Regions from separate parts of the Mus musculus genome. Here region 1 is linked to region 2. Evidence: chromatin contacts called from public Hi-C data. All regions are on one chromosome and are shown on one strand. The core of a region is the stretch at or near the end of the contact, and the rest is flanking DNA. Distances in the headings are between cores, read along the strand shown. Region 1 has its middle 25 kb from the start of Lonp2. Region 2 has its middle 15 kb from the start of Gpt2.

Region 1 (5,332 bases), core at 1,813-4,312, 1.1 Mb after region 2:
AGGACCCCTACCAAGTGTCCTATCCCTCATGGCAACTCCAGCCTCTCTCTGCCTCTCATCCTGCTTTATGCCTCGGGCCAAGGACTGCACTTATTTACTTGCTTATCTGTCTGTCTGTCTATCTATCTATCTGTTGGTCCCTCTGCATAGACGCCAGGTGCTTCTTCTCCCTATCAACTCCTCTGTATGATGCTTTTTTTTTCTGAGACAGTGTTTCACTGTGTAACCCTGGCTAGAACTCACTATGATGATCAAGCTAGCCTTGAACTCACCAAAATCCACCTGCCTCTGCCTCCCATTAAAAGCATGTGGCACAATGATCTATGCTTTTCTTTTTTAAAGGTAATAGCTTAACTGATTCTTTTTTATCTTTTCCAAGGTTACTCCCATTTGCCCAGTAGGATTTAATAATCTTTAGAATTGTTTAAACGTGTCAGTTTTTTTTTTTAAAGTAAGAGAGCTGCACTTATCAAGAAACACAGGATATGGACACCGGCTAGTCAGTACATTTTTTAAGTAAAGTTGCTTTAAGGCTGGCCACACAACTCACTGTTAGACTACTTAGCACACAAGGCTATAGCTTTGACCACCAGCACAGCCAAGAAGGGGATGAATAGTGTGGACAGGGGTAAGGGCTTTGAAGGGACGTGTCAAAGATCATGATGGAAACGTATGCATTGCTTTAAGATGCATGACAAATGATTGTCTTTCTTAGGACACTGGTTACCAAGCTCACATGACACCTACAATTGCTTTTCTAGAAAAAGATAAATGCCAGCTAGCATGAAAGGGCTCAGCACAGATAGTGCTAGCCTAACGTCTTTTCTAGCTAGACTAGAAAATCCTGATCCACCACAGGACCACCACAGCCAAGCAGCCAGCCTCTACTACACAGGGAACACTTCTTGGGCAGCTAGGTGTGGTGGTGACAGACTCACAGTACTCTTTGCATACTTCGTGCTCACAGCTGCATCCATAAAAGAAGATAGACAGGCACAGAAGGATGGCAAGATGCAGGTCCCTCTATTCAGATAAGGTTTACTTAACATTTCATTGAAGGTTCCTCCTGGTTCTAAATGCAGGCATCTATGATAACCAGGTCTCCCAGAGGTGGAATAGCTCACAGGGACCCAACACTAAGATCTCAGCACTCAGGAGGAAGAGGAGCAGATAGGTGGTCAGATCCTGAGGTAGATGTCTGTGATACATCATGAGACTGTTTCAAATCACTAAGTATTGAAGATATAGGTTAATGGCAAACTACACTGCAGTCTTCAACATTAGTTAATAATGGTTAAACATATAACATAGGCTCTTACCACTCCCCCCCAAAAAAGGTCAAAATGCAACTTAAAACAAATGTCTTACTAATTTTTAAAATGTCTGTTGGGTGTCATTTGTATTACACCGCTCATTTAAATCATCTTCCCTTTACTGTACATGAAAAGGTCACAATAGAAAAGCTCAATGGGTTTTCTCTTGATAGCAAGACAGACAGTATCAGGACAGACAGTTTTCCATGCGGGGAGAAGCAATGTCGAATACGTGGAGGCTTAGGTGTTTTGTTGTTGTTTTTAAATCCATATTTGAAAATATTTAGTCCAAGTCACAGAATTTTTCTCAGTAGACAACCCAATGCAGTGTCATTAGCTGGTTTAACTTTAAAACACAATATTCTTCTCTAAATGTACTGTATTTGGACAGTGAAAAGAAATCTTAAGACTAAGAACATGATCTGAAATGAAAGGGGAGCCGAGGAAATGAATATGGATAGAATCTCCTCAGCGTCAGTCAGCAGGCACTCACTCAGCTCAGCCATGTCTCCCACTAAGCAACACAAGGTTGATCTGCTGAACTGTACCCGAGCAGCTCATGGAAGAATTGCGGAAACCTGCCAGGACAGAGCCCAGTTGGACTATGAGTTTAGCATCAGACCTGGCCCGGCGCTGGACAAAGACTTCTCCTCCTGGCTCTGAAGAGGTGTAAGATAAAGTCCAAAGGCTGTAGAATAACAGGTAAAACCATGTAGAGTCCCCGAAGTCTTTTTCCAGCCTCTTACCTACAATAGGAACCATGCTACCTCATCTTTGGCTAATTCCTTGTTCCCTCAAAGTCTCCAAGTCCTCCCTGATAAAATGAGGGATAGTATTTCCTAGAGTTGGGAGGATTGTACAGCTCTGAAAACACACTAAACCTCTAGGACCTGTACAGTCTTACAAGGTCAGGATTATGATGAGCATGCCACATGTGATACTCATGGAAAGGGCTCAGAACACTACCCCCACTCAGGCAAACATTCTGTCAGAATCAGCTCTCAGTGTGTCCTACAGATAAGACAAGTCATGCAGGGCTGCCTAAGACCAGCAGTTTCAATGCCACAGCAATGCCACAGATCCTGGGTCTGAGCTGAATTTACCTGTGACTGCCCCGTCTTGAGGCACACATTAATGTGACCTCTAATAGCCAACAGTCAGGAGATTACTGGAAGTCAGTGAATGCTTCACCTTAGAAGGGTTCCTGTCTAAGCATCTAAATTGGTGTCCTTGTTCCACTAAAGTTAGAGGATGGGGAGTGGCTTGGTCATTTGCTCAAGGTCACTCAAATAGGAAATGTCACTACTATGACCTAGATTGGCCTCTCTAGTCTCCCCAACCCCTAGAACACCCCTTGTCTTCACAGAGGGATTTTCTTAAAGACCATGGCACCAGCTGACAAGCCACCCTCACTTCTGCAAGTTTTACTCAAGTGCTACAGCTTGAATAGATAAAAATACCCTTCCCAGGTTCATGTGGAAACCCTGGCTGCCAGGTGATGGGCTCGTGGGAGTGACTGGATCTTGTGTTCTCTGATCTAATGGGTAGATTACTGCCTTGATGGAGTCAAAATTTGAGTAGATCATTGAGAGGCGGGTAAGAAAGTGCGTGACTGAGAATGAGTCCCAAAGGCTTTATCTCACCTCCACCCTTCCTTTATTCTCACTTTCTCTGCTTCCCGGCTGCTGTGATGTGGGCTGCTCTGCTCCACTGTGTAATTCCTGCTACAGCAGTCTGAAACCTATGAACTGTGACCCAAAACAAATAACTCTTCCCTAAAGTTGTTAGGGTCAAATGCTCTGTCACAGTGGTAAAAGTCTGGCCCGCAGAAAATAGGAACAGAGGGAAGTTAGCAGCATCTATTAAGGTCAATATTAAAAAGAACAGAGAGAGGAGGGTTTGACTTAATACAGAAATGCAGACATGTTGCTATTCAGGAATGTCTTCAAGTAGCTCTCCTGGAGAGTATCCAGGTCCTGTTGACCAAGCAGAGCTCTCCTTTAAGTGGGGAAATACATGGAGGTCGGGGACAGATTAAAAGCTACCTTGCCTTCTGATGCCTCCAAATGAATTTAGTTCAATTAGAATCATAGTTTTGTTTCTAGGATCTTTTGTAACATACTTGAGTTACAACAATCGGAAATTTCACAATCACTAGAAGAAATTAAAAGGCAAACAAGCCAAACCCTCAGGGATTCCCAGAATGGGGCTTGGGCTAGTGTCTTTCCTGTTCCTGTGAGCTTTGTGTCGCAACCAATAGTAAACATATACCATAGTACATCAGCACCATCCTCTCTTGACTATACCAAGCCCACCATAGCCCAAGCCCCGTTCTGCATTGTTCGGTCATCACTGTGAGCCTAATGATCATCATCAAATCTGCCACTGGTAATATTTGATGACGATAGTTCTGAGAGAAGGTGTGCTGCCCTGGACAGCTTGATGCTATAACCATATCAAGCATATGAATTCTGACACAATACACCTGAAACTTCGGCCTTCTCAGTTGTCAAATGCAGGTGCCCACACACATTCAAATGACACTTAGGGCAATTATAAGCAACTATACATGACAGTGCTCAGCCAAGAGACCATGTTGAGGAACACTGAACACTTAGACTCGCACTGCCAGCAGCAGAAGAAAAGCTGTTCTCGTCTGACTTGCTTAGTAGCCTAATGGACTATCAGCAACTGCAGTGTTCTGGAAAAGGCTAAACTACGGGGACAGAAAAACTGTCATTGATTGACAAGGACCTGAGAGTAAGGAGGAAGAGGAAAAGGTCAACCCCAGAATTTTTAAGAACAGTGGATTGATTCTCTATAGTGCTGCAATGGTGGGTACATACATTAGCCAAAATCTATATGTGAACCCTGGACTGTAACACTAGACCGTAGTGATATTAGTTCATTGATTTTTACAAATGTCCATACGTTAAAAATAAAAGAAAGTAAATGATCAAGGTAAGGAAGGGTGTACAGGAATTATTACTTTCAATCAGTTTATTTATAAAAACAAAACCTTCTCCCTAAATAAAATATATTGATTAAAAAATAGAACTTGTGGGAGGTTGGGAGACGACCTGGGCTCAACATCCAGGCCTATATCACATTCTCAAACTTGTGAAAGGAGATAGACACTGTTTTCGTGGCAAAGGTTCTTGGCAAAGGTTTCTTGGTAAAGGATCCTGGGAAGCAGGCTTGTGCAAATTATCAATGTGGGACTGTAGCTCGGTACCAGCTGGGCAAAGGGCAGCCAAGGATTGCCTGATATGCTACCTGGTTTTGCTGTCATCCTGGTCTGTTAGTTGTCATTGATGTTTTTTAAAAGAAAAGAACAGAGGATCAGACCACATGCATGTAGAGAAATGTGTTGAAGGAGCACCTTTCTCTCTAAGGTAATACAAGATAGAGGGTTTGGTAGAGGACGCAGACACGTGCTGAGCCCCCTAATCAGTGTGTGGGCTATCTTCTCTTGCATACTCTCCCCACTGCCCTGCCATGGGCCGGGCCCCCACTGTGCATCTCTGAGGCCTCAATAGCTTACTTTTAACTGGGATGCAAGCAGTACAGAAATTCAAGTCCCTGTGGCCCTTGCTAGTGTGGCTCCAGATTAGAGCCTGCCAAGGAGAGGAGCTCACAGAGAGTCTGAAGGGTGGAGGGTCATAGAGAAGCTCTTACTCCCACACGGCAACCTAAATGTGTGAAATGTAGTTTTGTCAATTGGTGTCCATTTATCCATGTGTTGCTTCAGCTCACTCTGACCTCTGATCACTGATGACCATCCATCTCCTCTGTCCCTTCCAGTGGGAATGGAAGCCTCTAACTGGCAATACTAAGTCCTTGAACGGTCTAAATACTTAACTTCCACTGTTGAAGGGAGTAGCTCTGATGTAAAAGTCCTGTTCCCCAATTGGTTCTTGATTTGTCAGTAATGAAAGCTGGGGACAGTTGTGGGCAGAAGGCACAGGAGGGACTTCCAAGTCCCAGGAGGAAAGGGCAGACACAAGGAAAGAGAGTGG
Region 2 (5,308 bases), core at 2,275-4,774:
GGGCCATCTGTGCTGGGCAGCCCTATTTCATAATATAGTTAAACGTTCATGACATAGGAATGCAGGCCACTGACCACCTGTGACACCCCTAGCACCTACCAATGACATTTTAGATTACCTAATCCTTCTAGAGAATCCCCCGACCCCGTTCCCTAATAAGAAGGCTTGAATGCCTGGGGTAGCCATTTTGGAGAATGGTTGACCCCCTGCATGCTGGATGTTTCTGCAGAATAAACACTTTTTGTTTTTGTATACTATCTGAGTCTGGGGTCTTCCTTCAACAATTTTCAGATCCTTACATGGGCTTTTGCCCATCTCAGTAAGACCCATGGTTGCTGATGAACTGGCCCAGCTAGTTCAAGGCCTTATGGGGGCATGTTTACATAATAGTTGTTGGCCAATCAGCCAATCTGTCTTTCTTCAAACTGACCAACCCTGAAGACCCTTCAAAGACTTAAAAACAAACAAAAAACCCTAGCCCTTAAAGAGAGAATGGGCTCTCTCTCTCTCTCTCTCTCTCTCTCTCTCTCTCTCTCTCTCTCCTCACTTACTCCCCCATTCCCCACTGTGGATGAATGTGATCAGCTGCCTTACTCTTCTGCCACCATGATTCCCCTACCTACCATGATGGATTATACTCTCAAACTGAGCCAAAATAAACCATCTTCTTAAATTGTTTTTATTATGTATTTTCGCAACAGGGACAAAGATAAATAATAATATAACAAGTCCAACTAGGCTGTATTCTTTCCTGAACTTCAATTCTAGTGAGGGAGACAGACATGTAAATCAATGGCCACAGTCCAATTGCAATACTTTCTCCAAGAATAGTACAATCAAAGAGCCTGAAGAAGAAATGTCAGAATCAGAGAGATCCAAGAAAACTTCTCAGTAGATGAGGTGCTGCCTAACTGTAGAAAATCAAGACCCAAGATGGGGAGGAAAAGGGTGGACCAGATGACTCAACAGGAAACAGTACTTACTTTTGAGCATGGTGATCTGATTTCAATTTTCAGTACCCTATGGTGGAAGGAGACAAGAAGTCCCTCAGGTTGTCCTCTGACCCCAACATGTATACAATGGCACACACACACACACACACACACATACACACACACCCCACACCACCACCACCACCATCAAATAAAATTAAATAAATGTAGTCAGGCAGTGGTGGCGCATGCCTTTAATCCCAGCACTTGGGAGGCAGAGGCAGGCCGATTTTGAGTTCGAGGCCAGCCTGGTCTGTGAGTTCCAGGACAGCCAGGGCTACACAGAGAAACCCTGTCTTGAAAAACAATAAGTAAGTAAGTAAATACATAAATAAATAAAAACTCTTTTAAAAAAATGTCCTTCAAAGCATGTTGCTTCCAAGGAAATGTTACAAAACTTGACATGTTAGTATGGGGTGGACTAGATGGCCTTGGTCTCAGGATATCGACTCTTTGGAACAGGAAGTAACTATACAGAAACTAGGACACACAGATAAGCCAGTGCCTTTAAAGAGAGAGATGAATCAAAAAAGAGCTTTCTAAAAGGAACAAGGAGAAGGCTTGATTTTATCAGTGTCATAACAAGTTTGTTTGCAGAAATGAAGATATCCTAGAGACATTTGTGTCTCTCAATTTGACTCTCAGGCTATTGAAACAACAGACCTTAAAGAAATGAGAAGAACTTCCGTAGGATCTAACTAGGGAGAAGAGAAATGTGACAGCAAGCAGGGAAAACTCCATGAAAGAGGTTTCACGTAGTTCTAACAACCTGTCAGTCTCCCTGACAGGAAGAGACTGGAGCCCAGCCAGCCATGGGTCAATGGGAAGGACCACACTGTCTCCAGGACTGCTTATTTAAACTCCTTATTTAAACTTTTAAAATCATGTCAGGACCTCAAACCTTACTTATCTCAGACTTGAGGGGTTTGCTGGATATCCTTGTTCCTCTTTCAAATGTGGCCACATAGAATGAATCTTCTTTGTCTGCTTTTCATGATCAGTTAGGCTAATTTCATTGGCTTGTTGAGAACAGGTGGCCAAACTTGGCTTCTGACACATGGTATGACCTTCAAATTTTTGTTAACGGTGCCTGATAGGGTAATCATTATACAGTAAGTCCTCAGTAAATATGTGAGTGCTTGTGTTGCTTAAAACAAAGGCCAACTCTAGCCAGGGAGACCACGTATTAGGAATCCAAGTCCTAAAGGAAGAGGACTAGAGAGAGAGAGAGAGAGAGATGACTCAGTTAGGAAAATATTTTGCCATGCAAACGTGAGGACGTGGAGTTTGACCTCTAGCATCCAGGGGACTGGAGAAATGTCACAGTGATGAAGAACACAGGTTGCTAATCCTGATGACCTAAGATTCAATTCCCAGCACCCACAGGGCAGTTCACAACCATCAGTAACTCCAATTCCAGGGGATCCAATACCCTCTTCTGGCCTCCAGTGACACCAGACAGGCACATAGTGTACAGACATAGATGCAGGCAAATGATCCAAACACATCCAATAAATGTATTGATTGAGAAAAAAAATCTAGGTGTGGGAGCATGCACTTAGGAATCTCAACTCTAGGAAAATGAAAACAGGATGATCTCTGGGGCTTGTTGGCCAGCTAGCCTTGGCTCATTATCAAGTCCTAGATCCCTGTGAGATACTATCTTATAATAAAACAAGATAGTCAAGTCCTAAGAGAAAACATCCAAGGTTGACTTCTTGCTTACACACACACACACACACACACACACACACACACACACGAAAAGAAGGCAATAGGAATTTCTTCAAAAAAGATTTGTGTTACCTTTATATAACAAAGCAACACATGCTAATAAAAAAGGGGGAGGGGGAGGGAGGAAGAGGGTTGAGGGAAATAAGTGCCAAGCCAGGACACAGAGAATTCAGCATTTGAATATTGAAATGGAGACTAGGGACACAGTCATCTTTTGTGTCTTGGGCCTAATTTCCATGTTTGAAACCTGGGATTTAAAATGGCCTATTCAGAAAGAAAATTTACACTTCATTAGAGCAAATGTTCAACTGGAGTCCATGATTTCCATCCAGTTGTGAGCTGTACTTGTGAACCAGCTGTGCAGAGCAGCCAAGGAGAGTGGTGGACAACAAACGGCTTATTAATCAGTTCGTTGTATCATATGACACAGGCTGGGAACAAAACCATGACTCCAGTCCTGAGCTCTAGAGCCGTGTTTGTGAATCAAACGCCATGTTGGAGGCTCATTCATCAGCTATCCTTGAAACTCTAGACCAACTTCAAAACAAACCCAACTCCATCCTACAAGTGGGAGGTCTTGGAAGCTGTTGATTGTTGATTGTTGTTGAGTGAGGAGATAATGAAAAGGCCATTTTCAGTCAGTCTTTCTTAGACTCTTCAGAAATATGCTTGGATTCCCACAGTCCTGCCTCCCTGGGGACAGTTGGTCTTTGTTTAAGCAGCACATACTGGTCTTTATCCAGGCATTCGCATACTTACTGAGGACTTGCTGTGTAATGATTACCCTATCTATCAGGCACTGTTACCAAATCTGAGGGTCACTGCAATGTCAAGGACTGATCTAGACCTTGTCCCAGGCCAGTCAATGTTCTAAGTGCATTAAATCAGTTTTGTGTCACAAGGACCTTGCGAAGGGGAGGCTGATAGCTTTCATTTGCACAGAGAAGTTTGATAATTTATCAAGGTCACCCATTCTTCATTGGGAAAGACAGTATTAGAACCAAATGGTCTTCAATACAGTCCACACTCTCAACCACGTGATATGCTGCCTCTGAAGAAAAAAAAAGCCCTGATCCCTGTCATAGCCCACTCTGATAAGTGTGCCTGGTTATCCTGCCTACCTCTTCATTCAAGAGTTTCCGAAGGAGCCGCACACTACATGGCTAATCGCAGCTTCCCCCTGACCCCTGCAATTGTCTCCGGCTGCAACTCTGACCCACTGAAGGCCAGCAGGTTAGGAAGGAGATACTATTCAGGCTTCCCAGAAGCAGCCCCGTTTTCTTTTATCTGGCTTTTCAGCCTATGAGAAGCACCCACTTTACCCCTTTGCTGCTGTGGGGTAGTGTTCTCCACAGAGATAAAAATCAGAGTGAACAGAGTGGAGAAGAACATGGGTTCTGGTCCAGGCCTGCAGCACTCAGTTCCAAGAGTACAGGGCTCCTGGGGTTGCCCAAGACAAGTCCTTCTTTTGACTTGATTTATTTTTATTATTATTGTTGTTATTTTATTTTATTTTTTGGTTCCTTAAGATGGATAGTACTGGGGGCTGGAGAGATGGCTCAGCTGTTAAGATCACTTACTGCTCTTCAAAAGGTCCTGAGTTCAAATCCCAGCAACCACATGGTGGCTCACAACCATCCGTAATGAGATCTGACAGCCTCTTCTGGTGCATCTGAAGACAGCTACAGTGTACTTACATATAATAAATAAATGAATCTTTAAAAAAAAAAAGGATAGTACTGTGTAGTCCTAGCTGGCCTGAAATTAACTTTGTAGGCCAAGCTGGCATTGAACCCAAAGAGATCTACCTGCCCCTAGGTCCCCATTGCTGTAAACTAGGGTTGTATTGCCACTGTCGCCACCCCCATCCTGCTAAATGTAGCCACTATTTTTTTTTAATGACCTGGAGTGATGGCCAATATATACCTTTTATTTTGTGTGTGCCAGGGACAGGGCTCTGGATATAGACCCATACTTGTGCATTACACTTTTATCCAGACAAAGGACAGGAAGGGCATAGATAATTCTTCAAAACCATTCATTTTATCATCATAGTTAATCTCCTGTTAATGTTAAAATTTCCCAAAATGCTGCCTCAGCAGGGCAATGGTCAGAGACCAGAGTCTATTGAACACAGGAATGCTACACCCACTGCAGTGAAGTCTGCTTGACTTGATAGGCCTAGAGGCCTGGAAGCACTCACGAGGCAAAGAGTTTCAAGGAAACTATGCCTCCTGGAACCTTGGCATTCCCATAGCCTGTATTCTCAAACCCTGTCCCTGCGTTAGTCTGGTGTATGCTCTCTTTCAGTTTTGTTTTATTATAAGTGCCTTTAAAGATTGATTTTTGACATAGGTAAGCCTCTACCAATGTTCCAGTGTCCTAGAAAATCCTTGAAGCCGATGAGCTTGGAATTCAGTAAGAATTCAGTGAGAATGTTACCTATTCAATAACATTCAAATTTACTTCTAGTAGAGACTCTAAAAGCACTGTCTGCTCTTCCAAAGGTCCAGAGTTTAATTCCCATCAACCCCATGGTGACTCAAACTCATCTGTAACAGTATCTGATACCTTCTTTTGGT

Evidence for each region. A called contact is a pair of places that touch in the nucleus more often than the background predicts.
Region 1: a Hi-C map of liver shows a contact between it and region 2, with 2.5 times the contacts expected there. The contact joins two enhancer-like sites. A contact is called at or near these places in 3 of 484 Hi-C or Micro-C datasets (the MC3T3-E1 cell line, liver and nephron progenitors), 3 of 115 datasets of contacts at active chromatin or transcription factors (embryonic stem cells, hepatocytes and kidney) and 1 of 9 other capture datasets (embryonic stem cells).

What each region holds. Positions count from the first base shown.
Region 1 is chr8:86,595,974-86,601,305 of GRCm38.p6, forward strand. No RefSeq gene overlaps it. Among named protein-coding and RNA genes, the nearest start is that of Lonp2, 25 kb to the right of the region's middle. Within about 2 kb of position 3,063, at least 9 of the 459 cell types and tissues checked have an H3K27ac peak or open chromatin away from gene starts, as enhancers often do. A contact at or near this core is called in hepatocytes and liver, where this site is marked.
Region 2 is chr8:85,475,052-85,480,359 of GRCm38.p6, forward strand. No RefSeq gene overlaps it. Among named protein-coding and RNA genes, the nearest start is that of Gpt2, 15 kb to the right of the region's middle. Within about 2 kb of position 3,525, at least 19 of the 459 cell types and tissues checked have an H3K27ac peak or open chromatin away from gene starts, as enhancers often do. A contact at or near this core is called in hepatocytes and liver, where this site is marked.